Regions from separate parts of the Mus musculus genome. Here all the other regions are linked to region 3. A link is a contact called in public HiCAR-type, HiChIP or PLAC-seq and promoter capture Hi-C data. All regions are on one chromosome and are shown on one strand. The core of a region is the stretch at or near the end of the contact, and the rest is flanking DNA. Distances in the headings are between cores, read along the strand shown.

Evidence for each region. HiCAR-type assays count read pairs that join an accessible place to other places. HiChIP or PLAC-seq counts read pairs in DNA pulled down with a chosen protein or histone mark. Capture Hi-C pulls out chosen DNA fragments and counts their contacts.
Region 1: a contact with region 3 is called in a HiCAR-type map of astrocytes, with 2.8 times the contacts expected there. The contact joins the promoter of Cd2ap here to the promoter of Pla2g7 in region 3. A contact is called at or near these places in 2 of 39 promoter capture datasets (both in the C10 cell line) and 3 of 115 datasets of contacts at active chromatin or transcription factors (astrocytes, bone marrow-derived dendritic cells and pancreatic cancer cells).
Region 2: a contact with region 3 is called in a FOXA1 HiChIP or PLAC-seq map of pancreatic cancer cells. The contact joins the enhancer-like site here to the promoter of Pla2g7 in region 3. A contact is called at or near these places in 6 of 39 promoter capture datasets (the C10 cell line, cranial neural crest, embryonic stem cells and 2 more), 2 of 115 datasets of contacts at active chromatin or transcription factors (large pre-B cells and pancreatic cancer cells) and 1 of 9 other capture datasets (adipose tissue).
Region 4: a contact with region 3 is called in a promoter capture Hi-C map of adipose tissue, with 4 times the contacts expected there. The contact joins the promoter of Tnfrsf21 here to the promoter of Pla2g7 in region 3. A contact is called at or near these places in 12 of 39 promoter capture datasets (the 3T3-L1 cell line, the C10 cell line, cranial neural crest and 7 more), 7 of 115 datasets of contacts at active chromatin or transcription factors (astrocytes, bone marrow-derived macrophages, embryonic stem cells and 4 more) and 1 of 9 other capture datasets (adipose tissue).
Region 5: an H3K27ac HiChIP or PLAC-seq map of microglia shows a contact between it and region 3, with 7 times the contacts expected there. The contact joins the enhancer-like site here to the promoter of Pla2g7 in region 3. A contact is called at or near these places in 4 of 39 promoter capture datasets (embryonic stem cells, hippocampal neurons, liver and 1 more), 7 of 115 datasets of contacts at active chromatin or transcription factors (bone marrow-derived dendritic cells, embryonic stem cells, large pre-B cells and 2 more) and 1 of 9 other capture datasets (adipose tissue).

What each region holds. Positions count from the first base shown.
Region 1 is chr17:42,875,125-42,877,824 of GRCm38.p6, reverse strand. It overlaps Cd2ap (CD2-associated protein), which reads left to right and starts at 1,401. Exons shown (of 18, transcript NM_009847.3): 1 at 1,401-1,512. The coding sequence starts at 1,509.
Region 2 is chr17:42,988,960-42,991,659 of GRCm38.p6, reverse strand. No RefSeq gene overlaps it. Among named protein-coding and RNA genes, the nearest start is that of Tnfrsf21, 26 kb to the left of the region's middle. Within about 2 kb of position 1,434, at least 51 of the 459 cell types and tissues checked have an H3K27ac peak or open chromatin away from gene starts, as enhancers often do. A contact at or near this core is called in pancreatic cancer cells, where this site is marked.
Region 3 is chr17:43,567,079-43,569,778 of GRCm38.p6, reverse strand. Pla2g7 (phospholipase A2, group VII (platelet-activating factor acetylhydrolase, plasma)) reads right to left here and starts at 1,328. Exons shown (of 12, transcript NM_013737.5): 1 at 993-1,328.
Region 4 is chr17:43,015,281-43,017,980 of GRCm38.p6, reverse strand. Tnfrsf21 (tumor necrosis factor receptor superfamily, member 21) reads right to left here and starts at 1,426. Exons shown (of 6, transcript NM_178589.3): 1 at 889-1,426. The coding sequence starts at 984.
Region 5 is chr17:43,031,220-43,033,919 of GRCm38.p6, reverse strand. The region is part of intron 1 of Tnfrsf21 (tumor necrosis factor receptor superfamily, member 21); the gene reads right to left. Among named protein-coding and RNA genes, the nearest start is that of Tnfrsf21, 16 kb to the right of the region's middle. Within about 2 kb of position 1,264, at least 42 of the 459 cell types and tissues checked have an H3K27ac peak or open chromatin away from gene starts, as enhancers often do. A contact at or near this core is called in adipose tissue, bone marrow-derived dendritic cells and microglia, where this site is marked.

The DNA of each region.
Region 1 (2,700 bases), core at 152-2,651, 690 kb after region 3:
TTGCACAGAACTAATTGCAACTGTTTTATCCACTTGTTTCTACAAGTTTTGCTTCAGAATTCACCATTGGCAATCTTTTTAGGAGTAGTGAAAGATGCTCAAAGCGGGGCTATAGGAGGGAGTGGGAATGGCTATTTACAAAGTCTCTACTCTTGTTCTACACTGTAAATAAACATTTCTTTTAACACATTAACTGCTAAAGCTCCAGTCAGGTTCATTCACCCAGGGACCTACAAAAAAATAAACGGCAGAGCTGAGTTTCAGAGACCCAAGTCGGCCTGGTTCCAACGGGCAAAGCAGTTTAAGTGTCCGGTAGCTGTGAGAATTCAAAGGCGTAATTTCTTGAAAAAAAAAAAAAAAACAAAAAACCAACACTAGGCACAATAGTTGGCAGTCAACACGTTGCTCCCCCATACTTGCTCAGGCCTTGAAGTTGACTTTTTCAAATAGGAGGGGAGGAAAATTAAGGTCATATTAATTAAATTTGTCAATAAGTTGAAGAAAGCTCGTGTTTGATTACAATAATCCTACGCCGGCCTTCATATTGACTCTAGAGGAAAAAAAAAATAATGCCTGGCAATGTTTCAAACCACGATGCCTAATTTAGAACGATTTCTATTTCAAAAGAGGGTGTAGGAAGTCATCTTTGGCCAACAAGAGACTCAAGGAATACAATAATGTATGCCTATGAAAAATTCACTGCGTTTCTCACCCACCCCAAAGAAAAACATTGCTTTTGACCCGCAGGGAACTCTGTAGGTGAACTGTGGGGTCCCCACATTTGCGGGGGGGGGAAGGGGACCCCGCCTTGAACTTCGAAGTTCTCGCTCCCATAGCTGTTCTCTTTTAGATCTCTCACAAGCGACACCTTTGCAAAAAAAAAAAATAAATAAAAAAGAAAGAAAAAAGAAAGTGGGGTAACCGGGGCTCATTTTGCAGAACCCCTTTGGTATCTGTATGGGCCGGGCAGCCAGCTGTGTCGTACACCCCAGGGAGACCAAGTGCCCGCAGCCCGCCACACCTGGAGGATGGTGGCGCGCGCCCCCGCGTGACGTCACCGCACCTGGCACCAGCTGCCGGAGCCTGGGTGGCGCGCGCGGGGGCCGCAGGGGGCGTGGCCGGGAATCCCAGATCGTTCTCGCGAGATTTCGCCCCAGCCGGGTCCCGACTCTCTTCACACTGGGCCCGTGGCTTGCCACCGCGTTCTCGAGCGTGGCGCGCTCCGCCTCCGAGGGAGCGGGTGCGGGCTGACCGTGCGAGACCCCGCCAAGTGCCTCAGCCAGCTGCGAGCGGAAGCGGCCCGGGAGCGTGGCTGAGTGCGCCCTGTGCTCAGGCGCGGACCCCGTTCTCCACCCCCCCTCCCACCCCCGCCTGCCGGGGCTGCGGCCGAGGCCGGGCGTGAGGAGCGGCCAAGCGCGCCGCGGGCGGATGGAGTCGCTTCCCCGCCGCGCCTGAGCCGGTGCACAGAAGGGGCCGCGGGGCCGCGCTCTCCCCGCCAGAGCCGCAGCATGGGTAAGCACTACCGCGCCGGCCACTGGGCTCCTCGCACGCGGGTCGGCTCCAATCGGGCTCTCCCCTCGTCGGTCCTTGTGCGGGACAGCGGGGCTCGAACCCGTGACCCGTTGCCCTGCGCCCTCTGGGAGCCCCTGACTTCCATGGGGGAGGGCGATCGCGAACTTGAGAAAGTGGCACTTGCAGCTCTGCTACTCGGTGGCTTGGTACAGATTGGTTTAAAAAAGAATGCACTCACACCCCCACATCTACTATGCACGCGCACACACACACACACACACACACACACACACACACACACACACACAGACATTTTGTCATAGAGAATTGGAAGCACAGGAAGAAACTTAATTCTCTTTGCGATCGGCTGGGCTTTTTGGCAGTGATTTGTGACTTCTCTCCCCTTCCTCTTTTCGTGGGTCAGTTTTTTGAAATCGTTTTTCCTGGTATTCGTCGTCTGCCTTGTCAGGTGTGTTGGCACCTAGCAGCGCGGCGAATTTCCTCCTCCTGAGGACTGGGTTAGGGGTTCGGTTATTCTAGGATTCCCAGTTGGAACCTCTGGAGGAGCTGTTTGCTGTTTCCTGTTTGGAGGGAGACTTCCTTCTTGGAGGCGAGCAAAAGTACCGGGGCCACAAGGTTGTTTTTCTGTGCGTTCTTCAGGTTTTCGTTTGGAGTCAGAGAGAGAGAGAGCAAGCGTCGCAGCGGACTTCTTTGAAAAGGAGTTTTGTTCAGTGGTGTAACAGTTCTTTTGATAAGTTGCGTCTGGGCTAGACACGAGCTCCCTCGAATGGTTATAATTTAAAAGTAAAGTAAAAGTATGTTTCTCCCCCGCCCCCCCGCCCCCAGCTTGGTGTTACCACAAGGCAAAAAGTGTAAGACCAGTATTTGGTTTTGTGGTATAAATCAGAAAGACATTATCACGTTCTCACTCCAGAGTCGATGCTGCTTAAAACCATTACTGAAATTAATAATTCAGGAAACTAGCGGATGATTTAGAAGCCCAACAAAAACAGGAGCTCTGCTGATGTGGCACCCCGTGCCCACACTTTGTTTTGTGGGAGACAAATTTAGCTAGTGTTTACAGACACTGGCTATTCTGTTTTCTTAGAGCTTCTAATTTTATTCTCCCTCCGCTTCCCTCCTGCTTTGTGTACCTTTTATACACCAAGTGCTTTTTGACTCAGGAGA
Region 2 (2,700 bases), core at 185-2,684, 580 kb after region 3:
ATGAGGTCTGTGATTTACACACGTGTCCCTCCTTCTCCCTAAGGTTCTATCATTATCCCTATTTTAATTTTGAAAACGGGACTAAAGCCTTTAAGTGATTCGACCCTCAACTACTATGTAGCAGCGCACAGCTGTGAACCTGAGTCGACCTCACTCCACCACGCACAAACATCTCTGCTACACTCTCCCAGGATGGAGCAGCGAGTTCCACTCACTGGGCAGTCTCTCTTGGGCTTTTTCTCTGCCTCCCATTTCCACTGTTCCTTGTTTGCCTAGTCAGCTGATGCAATCTCAGCGTGCACACCAGGCAAGTGGCACCTGCAGTGTGGGAAGTCAGGTCATTAAGATTCTCTCCACCCGCTGTTCCCTTTGGTTAGACAAACAGCAGCTAATGAGGCTTGCTGACGTCAGTAACAGTCGCGCTGGGGAGGTGCGCTGCTCACTCACCCATTTCACAGATCATCTGGGCAAGCAGAGGACCCGGGAGCAGAGCTATTCAAAACAAATAGGAAGAAAAACCCAACTCTCTTCCCGTTCCGCTGAGCCTTAAACGCCTGCTCATCTCTGAGATAATGTTATCATTCTACTACTGTATGGGGAAAGGGCTATTTCAGGATTTTTCTAGAAGGGCAAATTATTTGAAGGGCTAGGTGTGTTTTCTCCCATGGTGTACTTCTCAAGACTTTTTTGATGTTCTCTTACATAGTAAATAATATATACCTTAATTTTTTAAACTTTCTGTTTATTTAGTGCTTGTGTGCACGTGCACATGCATATTTGCATACACCTGTGGCGGTCAAGAAAACAACTCGTGGGAGACAGTTTTCCCCTTCCACGGTGTGGATTTCAGGGATTGAGCTCAGGTCATCAGACTTGGCAGCAGATACCTTAAACTGCTCTGTCATCTCACTGGCCCGACAATAATGGATTCTTCAGCCTGAAAGGAACTTTGAGATATGTGTGTGTGTGTGTGTGTGTGTGTGTGTGTGTGTATACATCTGCATATACATATGCATATACGTATATATATTTGCAAAGAAATATAGTAGCACTGCACTTTAAAGGCAAGTGAAGATTTCCTTTCCAATTAGAACACACACACAAACACAAACACACACACACACACACACACACACACACACACACACACAAGCACACACACACACACAAACACACACACACACACACACTGCCATACTGCCCAGGGATCTGCAGAGATGAATGCTTGAATGCACAGTGTCATGTGGAAAATGGACCAATGATACAGCCTGTGACAGAGGAACGGTGTCAAATGGTTCTCTGGCTTCTGTGTCGAGGGAAGCCCCCCAACTTTGTGGTTAAGGAGGCCAGAGACAGGTTTCTACTTGTCTGTAGCGAGGCTGAATCACTTGGTGTTCAGCCTCCTTAATAATATGGCATGCGGGCTACAGTGATGACTCAGTGGCTAAGAGCACTGTCTGCTCTTCCAGAGTCTCTCTTGTACTCAATACCCATATGGTGACTCACAGCCATCTGTAACTCCAGTTCCCAGAGATCTGATGCCCTCTACTGGCCTCCTCAGGCACCTGCATGCAAGTGGTGCACAGACACCTGTAGGCAAACACCCATACCTATTTACAAATATGACCCTGAGGTAATGCATGTGCCATGTACTGATTGAGGCAAAAGATTTTTATTGAGCCTCTGCACATGCCCTATGCTAAGCCAAAGACTGAGCAGACAGACAAATGGACAATTCTTCCTTTTGTGAATAAACACCTTGGTTCAAAATGCAAAGAAAAAAATTATTCAAGTACAAGAGTATTGATTTTGCTACAAATAACCATACCCAGGGTATATGGTGTGTGGGGGGGGGGGGGAAGGCAGGGGGGTGGATGTCATCATTTAGAGACAGAAAAACAAGACACCTGGAAAAATAAAATCTAGACTCATAAATCTAGAAAATGTGACTGACCTAGATGTGACTCAGATTTCAGATACCAGCATGTAGTGCTGTGTTCAAACGTGGGGACATCCACTTCAACTTGCATCCCCTTAGTCAATAGGCTAGAGCTTAAACAGGACCATGGAGATAAATGGCCAGGTGACAGCAGGGTCTGTTCATAGCAGCCGACAATAGCGGAGGACTAGGTGGAGATGTGGTGCTCACCGCGAAGCTACTGCAGATCAAAACTATGTTTTGTCCCTCTCACTTGGTGAGGTAAGCAAAGTGGCGCCTCGCCGTCATCCTCCAGGCACCCTGGATGAGACAAGTAAAAAACTCCTCCCTCAGCTACTTGTTTTCTAAGATTTATTTATTATTATATCTAAGTACACTGTAGCTGTCTTCAGAGGGAGTCAGATCCCATGACAGATGGTTGTGAGCCACCATGTGGCTGCTGGGATTTGAACTCAGGACCTTTGGAAGAGCAGTCAGTGCTCTTAACCACTGAGCCATACTCTCCAGAGCTTCTCCCTCCCTCCCTCGGCTTCCAATTGCATCTTTGTAGTGAACAGCGGAAACTGGTTCAACATAGACCCATTGACTGAAGCTTTAGAACAGCGGAGCGAGTGAAGCCAGCAAACAAAAGGCTCAGACCATCAACTATCTCTGGCCTGGTTGTCCTTCATGCTGTTTCCTCTCTGTGCTACGACAGCACCAAACCCAGCCTAGAACATTCTAAAACTGACAAAAGCGAGAGGGACCGGAACACAAGTGAG
Region 3 (2,700 bases), core at 79-2,578:
AAGGGAAACAACTCCAACTCCCCATGGCAAGGAGATGAAGCTGCCATTCTCAGGACTCTCCATCAGTAAGCCATCTCTTCTATAAGGTTACTAGGGTCCCTTCAGTAAGAAAAACCTGCCTGGGTGCTGACAGTTCTCCAGTACCCTCCAGACCTTCTCTTTGTTTTGACCCAGGTCAATGTGACTTCAAAATTTGCTTACCAGCCCTCTTGCTTCAGGGAACACACACACACACACACACACACACACACACACACACACACACGCGCGCGCCTCCCAACTCAGCAATCTTATTTGGGTCAAATGTAATCCACCCAAATCAGATTGCGTGCCTTTTAGAGGTGACAACACCATGCGAGTAAGAGCCTGCCTGCCTCCCTCCCTCCCTCCCTTCCTTCCTTCCTTCCTTCCTTCCTTCCTTCCTTCCTTCCTTCCTTCCTTCCTCTTTTCCTTCCCACGACCCTGAAGTGATTCCCATGGGATAGAATGGAAGCCCCAATCGAGGACCATGTTCTTTTTTTATTTTTTTTTAATTTTAATTTTAATTAATTAATTTATTTAGCTTACTTTGCTTTGTAAAAATCCAGCCTTAAAGGTCATTTCATCTGGCCAGCAGCCGGATGCCCCAAGAAAGAGCAGCATTGCTTTATTTTTATAATTCAGTTTTCAAACTTCTTAGACCTGGGAAGATCTGGGATATTCCTTGTAAGGACGTCCCAGGATGAGATCTAAGAACACCACATTTCCCTGCTGCACTGGGTTCAGCTTCCGCCCCCTCAATTCTGAATTCTTAGGGTGGCTTTCTCAGAAGCAACCCCTCCCCTCCACGCAACAATTCTGGAGCCAGTTTCTGGGGAGCTCCGAGGTGAGTCCTGAGCCAAACACTTGAACGTTGTGGTTCCAGCCCACCCACCTTGAGGACCACGCTCCCACGTCCCCGCAGTAGCCCACTGACACCATCACAAGCCCTTCCCTGCCCTTGGGCTTCTTACCTGGTCACTGCACTGACTCCCGGATACCCAGAACCCTGAGCGCAGCAATGCCACCAGAGCGAGTCAGATCCTAGCACGGCAGGCTTCCAGACAGTCTTTTTACCCCCGGGGATAGAATAACTCAGAGGTGGGTTGAGCATACAGCCTCCTCGTAAAATCTACCTTTAGGCTCGACCCTCCCCTCCTCCGGTTGCTGTGCAAGAGGGACAGGGGAGGAGCGTGTGGCCCAGCCTCCTGACAGCTCCAAGCTGCTGCGACTCAGGCTCACACAACACTAGCTCCAGGGACAGCCACCACTTGGACCTCTTCGAGCGCCCATGCGTGGATCCTGACTGTGCCTGGGGGGCGGGGAGGGTGATGATGGGCTCTTAGTTTCCTAGTCTGACACCCGATTCTCATCAGGCTCGCGACGAGCTGTGCCCATCCCCAAGCCTATCTTTCTAGCCCCGTTCTGTTCTCCATATCCGCAAAGTTCACGGAATCACTGAACACTAGTCGAGAATCTAAAAGGTTCCGCGCAGCTCGTATTTTGCTACTTTGTACCCAGAATCCCGCTTCACCTCTTGAGGAGATTACGTTCCAGACTAGAAGGCCTGCCCCTACCCAGCTTTCTTACTTTGCGATTATGAGGAACAGAGTGATTGAAGAGTCCGTCTCATAGCTCAGTCTGACTAGGCTATTAATGATTGCTGTAAAAACATTTCCATGCAAATACAAACATCCTCTCCAAGGGCGTGGGGGTGGAGGTGGAGATGTGAAAGGTTCTCTATAGGAGCAGAAATTTGGAAGATTCTTGAGGGCTCTTTCTCAGCGGTATAAAAAGTGTAAACAACGGGGGGCGGGGCGGGGGTGGGGGCGGGGTGGGGGGTTGGAGATTCTAAGGACTGAAGAACAAAGGAGAGATTTGGATTGCCAGGATGTATACAAAAGTGCAGAGAGCTCCAGGATTGCGGCTTTAATGAGTCATCGCTCGCACCCACGGAGCTGTGGTGCTGTGTGGGAGTGACGCAGTTGCTCCTATGAGTACCCCTTCATCCATACTTCTGTTAGGAACCCCAATCCTGACGAACTCACTGGTTCACCAAGCTAGACACTGGGGAAATTGTTCTATGGATCAGTCTGGGTTCCCTTTCTGGGGTGCATTAACATGTGTGTTGTATCTCCCCGGCAAAAAGGTTTTCTCCTCAAACCCATCTTCCGATCATTCATCTAAAGCTGTTTAGAAACTTTAGGGAAATTAGGTTGAAATTTATCTGTTGTATTACAGTATTATACTTTTGATTATTTTGGATTAGGTTAAGTTCTCACTTAGTCTTTATGAGTTTAAAACAATAATTTTCTGCAGGATCAAGGGAGAGTAAGAAGGAGACCTTGGTGTCTAGCTTTAGAAATGTAATCTAACAGTTTAGCAAGGCAGAGGGGATAGAGGAGAAGGGCTCTGGCCTAACAAAGCTAGGTTTGCCATGTTCAGGTCTACTAGAGCCTCTTCGGACGAACACAATAACTGAGAAGTAAATATAGGATATTTATAGAGGCCTGAAAATACTGATCAGTGGTAGGGCACTTGCCTAGTACACATGAGGTCTTAAAGAACCAGCCAGCCTCCATTTTAGTAAAGACAATCCAGGATCATTCCTGTTTATGATTAAACCTCTGCTTCTCAAAGACTGGGCTGTGCCCCACCGGGAACAGTGAAAAGGAAACAGGA
Region 4 (2,700 bases), core at 177-2,676, 550 kb after region 3:
AGAGCCTGCATCATCTTGCTTGGTGACATGTCTAAACACAGAAAGGGAGAAATAAGAAAAGGATGGGGAAAATTAATCGTCCTTTATGTAGCTCTTTCCCCTCCCCCTCGACTGAGAGCCACAGCGCCGGTTGGCTCCAAGCCTGTGCTTTAGAGGCGCCTGGGTCTCTGGGTCCTTCTTCTCCTCCTCCCCCTCCCACCCCACCCCCACCACCCACCCGGGCTCCTTCTTCTTCTTCTTCTTTTGGCTTGCAGAAATCAGGACCCATCTGAACTAAGAGGGAGGAGAGAAGCAAGGAAGCTGAAGCAAGGGGTGGCCTGCGCCCTACTCCGGAAAGCTTCGCGCGCGGAAGCATGCAGCGGTTGCTCGCGTCCGGAGCGCACCGATCCGGCTGTCTCCACTGCGGTAGCATCCGGACATGACATTGCAGTAGCGACAAAGGAGCGGCCACAACCGGCAGCTGGCTACTGACAGGACTACTCGGGCCTCGCACCGCGCCGAGGGTCTGGCAGCGAATGATATTGGGGTGAGGCTGGGTGTTGGGGTGCGAGATAGGCCGAGTCGGGGGCAAAAACCCAAAAATGCGCAGGACCTCGAGGCGGACACCTCTCGCGCCTCCTTCAAGCAGCCAGATTGCAAGAAAAATAATTCTTTAACACTCACTAGCCTTAGCTCACCACACACACACACACACACACACACACACACACACACACACACACGATCTAGTAGGAGTCCTCCTCGGTCTGGCTATTGCCTTGTAACCAACCCTTCCAACCCGTCTGGTCCCACCGCGCGCCTCCGGCACTACGGGCCCGAGGACCCGCCCGGCTCCCGGACACAGGCTCGAACGTAGCCGCCACCCTAGGGTCCCCTCCTATCGCTCACCAGGAGAAGAGAGCCGGCGACCATCGTGGCTCCGACTTGGCCGGCGGTGCGGCTGCAAGAGGCGAGGGCGGTGATGCTGCTTGCCCGGGTCCCCATGGCCGAGCTCGGGGCTCGCAGCGGCGCCCGGGGCGCTCGGCCCCACGGCAGCTGGAATTGGTGGCTGTTTCTGCCCAGCGCCGCATCCACCGCCGCCTCACGGGCGGTGAGCCCATCTACCTCCAGCAGCCCATGTGCACTGCAGCAGCCAGGCACCCAGGCGGAAGAGGGAGGCAGCAGGGGAGGCTCCGAAAGGCGCTCAGCACCTGCCCAGGGGCGCTGGCGCCCGGGCGGTGAGAAGCAGGCGCGCTCGCAACCCGCGCCTCCCGGTGCTCTCCAACGACAGCGGCTGCGGAGAACCAGAGAGCAGGGCTAGCCGCGACAGTGCTAAAGAGCGACTTCCCATAGCGAAGCTTCCAGCCACTATCAAGCACTCGCCTCCTCCGCTGCCTAGACCGGCCGGCGAGGGACTGAGTCGGATGGCCACTCAGCTCGGGGACACACGTGGTGGCGCCGAAGGGGCGGAGAACGACCCTTTGTGATGTCACCCGGGAGGAGGCCGGGCTCTTTGTGCAGATGGAAAGAACTCAAGGCGCTCCAGAAACCGAGGGGAAGGAGAGGGTGCCCCTTGGCGTTAGCTGGAGGAATTGCGTTTGCTTGTTAACCTGCACACACCCCTCACCCCGACTTAACTTTAAAAAAAAAAAATGATTCCAAGTAGATTGTATGTAAAACAGAGACTATTTTCTTTTCCTAACATAAATATTAACAACAGCCAATATAACTTGCGCATAATGGCGCAGGCCTGTATTTTCATTGCCAGGAAAGCTGAGGAAGGAGAATTTGAAGTTGGAGGGAAATTCTGAGCTACACAGAAAACTCCTATCTCATGCATGCATGCATGCATGCATGCATGAATGAATGAATGAATGAATGAATGACCTGAGCATAACGGTGCCATTAAGCACTCTGTATAATGAGAATATGAACTTCTCCAATTCCAGGCCAGCCAAAATTGGAGTTCTACACAAGCCTGGCTTACAGAGCAAAATCCAGTCTCAGAAATCAATCAATCAATCAATCAATCAATCAATCAATTAAAGGAGCTAGAAAAAAAGCAAAAACCATGGAGCTTACATCAATTGCCAGACACAAAGAGACGTGTGTGTTGGTTCCCAAACTGCTGTGTTTTGAGGTCTGCTGTGTTCTCACAGTGGAGCAAAAGGAAAAAGCAAGTGTAGTCTCGGCATTTATGTGTGGCTCCCCTGCTTCCTGACTGCAGACCCGGTTTAACCAGCTGCCTCCTCTCCTCTCCTCTCCTCTCCTCTCCTCTCCTCTCCTCTCCTCTCCTCTCCTCTCCTCTCCTCTCCTCTCCTCTCCTCTCCTGCAATAACTGTATCCCTGAAACTGTTAGCCAGAAGAAACCTCCCCGTCTCTCAGTATTGTTGGCTATTTGTTCTCAGCAGTGAGGAACCTGGACAGAAACAACACTAAGCATCCCTGACAGGGAGTTGCCATGGTAGGAGCCCTATTTCCTTCCTTGCCAGTTACTACATGGAGAGTTGGTTCTTTTTCTCGGCATTCTTTGGAAGAATGAGATGTATTTAAAAATTAATATGAGGATTAATCCTACTCTCATCTTTCAAACATCTGCCAGTTAAAGAAATAAAACATATATTTAAAAAAGCTTGACCATAAACCCTGAAGGGGAATGCTGTAATATTAAGTTTCCAGTAAAAAATTTTTTTAAATTCTGAAAAATACTATCCTTAAATA
Region 5 (2,700 bases), core at 15-2,514, 540 kb after region 3:
TCAGAGTTCTTCAACAGAATGAGCATATTCTACAGAGCTGGCTTAGCCATTAAAGGCTAGGCACGCAACCAACAGGATGGGTATGTCTTACTTCAGAGGGTCTTCCCACCAAGACTTCATTGACTGCTTTCTTGCATGTATATAGGTCAGGGTATAGTTTTCTATTGTGCACAACTGCTTCTTCCCTCCCATACCCCTCACCTAGCTTCTCTTCTCTCCACATCAGTCCAAGTAGCAGACACGATCACCCTGGTCCCAGTCTTTTGACATCCTAAATGCAATCGATAACCTGGAGCGACCCCATTCTCTCACCCCTAACAATATAAAACATATACACAAACATACGTACATAAACATCCCTGGGTGGATCAAGCAGAAAAAGTCAGGAAAAGAACTGGACAAAGATTTTGAAAAGAGAAGGCATGTTCTTACCCAACCTGTTGGGAAGTCAACAGGATCCTGGGTTGCTCACTTAGGAAATGAGCAGGTTGAACTCAGTAGTAATATTCAACCAATTCTACCCTCCTGCGTGTTGTGATTCTGTCAAATCCTGCCATCCTTATGTAGCCTTTAAATCTCTTTCTAAACACCCAGATGCCAAGCAGATGAGCAACTAGCCCATCGCACTTCCTGTTTCTGTCTATTGTACCAGCGTCTAATTACATAGTGTCTCTTAATGTTGGTTGGCAGTACCGTAAGTGTATATACTTATCTTTCCTTAATGCTTATAAGCAGCTCAAGGCCAGGGACTACTGTACAGACTATACTTCCTCACTTGCTCAACTACCTAATGAACACTAGGAAAATAATAAGCAAACCATCCTTCAAGCCAGGGGCCAGCAAAGGAATGCCAACATACCAGCTCGTCTTATAAACAAGCTTCCTAGAGTCCAGACACTGATGTAGCTAGCACTCGTGGCTGCTTTCAGGCTACTGTGGGAAAGCGACAAAGCTATGACAGAGACCATTCTGCCCAGAAACCTCAGTTAGCTTACTGTTATCACTTGGCCCTTTATAGGTGAAATCTGCCAGCTCCCAGCATGGGCATCTAAAGAAATACAAACATTGCAGAGACCAGCTGCTCATAGAAACTTCCTGGTCTCCCCCATAAGTTTCTTTATGAGCAGAGTGCTCGCTCTCTCTCTCTCTCTCTCTCTCTCTCTTTCTCTCTCTCTCTCTCTCTCTCTCCACCCACTCTAACTCACACGCTCAATCTGGTTCCTTCACACTCGGCTTCAAACTCTCACTTCCCCCTGACGTCTGAGAAAAAGCAAAATCATCCAGAGAGACAAGACTTCCTCCTGGGTGCTCTCCCTGCCTCCCATCCCCAATTGTAAAGCCCTCCTCGGTTTCTTCTTTTCCCTATATGGTTGTCATCGTTTTCTTACTTACACACTTATACTCTGTGTGTCTTCCCTGGAATCTATAATGCAGAACAGGGTTTCTCTGTGTAGCCCTGGCTGTCCTGGAACTCACTCTGTAGACCAGGCTGGCCTCGAACTCAGAGATCCACCTGCCTCTGCCTCCCAAGTCCTGGGATTAAAGGCGTGCGCCACCATGCCTGGCCAGCCTGTGCTCTTAACCTCTGAGCCTTCTCTCCAGCCCCCCATTACTCTCTCTTAACAGAACTATAATTGGCTTCTAAGAATTAGCTTCTTCGTGATACTCAAAATAAAAAGCTAATATACTAAAGAGTTCAAATATTCTTCTCTCATTTAAAAGAAAGAAAAAAAGAGAAGATTACACTTTGTGCTTAAGATTATAAGCAATATAAGAAGGTTAGATTCTCTCTGTGTTTAAACTGCGATTATTATGAAAATTCCATGTATCTAAGAATGTCACCTACAGGGCGGAGGGAGGGTATAGGGAACTTTAGGGATAGCATTTGAAATCTAAATAAAGAAAACATCTAATCAAAAAAAAAAAGGAATGTCAACTACAACAGTGGATAGATGCATCAAGTATCAGCATGCTGTCTCAAACTGTATTTGGTTAAAAACAACAACAACCAAAAACACTACAAGTGTTTATTGAATGATTAGAAGCTTAAACGAGAGAAGCAGAGATCAAGTGGAGAGCAGCACTTGGTGCAGGTGACTGACTGTGAAGGCTTCCAGAGTCTCACTGTGCATCCTGGTGGCCTATAGCACACCTATGATGTGTCACTTGCAGTTTACAGCACAGGTGGGCCTGACTGAAGACAAGAAGCACCCGGATGTGTGAATCCATGTCAGAATGTAGACATCTACTTATTGTTCAGCAATTCCACTTCCATTACCTCATCCTTCAGATAAACAAGAGATCCCTTGGTAGCTTAAAGGTTACAACAGATCTGTGCCATTGACGTTAGCGTGTGTGTGTGTGTGTGTGTGTGTGTGTGTGTGTGTGTGTGTGTGTGTGGTATATGCATGTGTGTGTACAGGTGCACATGCCCACGGGGAAGCCGGAGGAGGATGTAGAGTGTCCTACTCCATCGCTCTCCACTTCGTTGACTTGAGACAGGGCTCTCTCATCAAACCTGGAGCTTGCCATTTTAACAAGACTGGCAGCCAGCAAGCTCCAGCAAGCCTCCTTGTCTCCAGCCTCCATAATGCTGGGGTTACAGGTGCTCACAAGACCACATCCAGCCTTTTTACATGAGTGCTAAGGATTCAAACTCAAATCTCTTCACATTTGTAAGCCAGCATCTTACCCACTGAG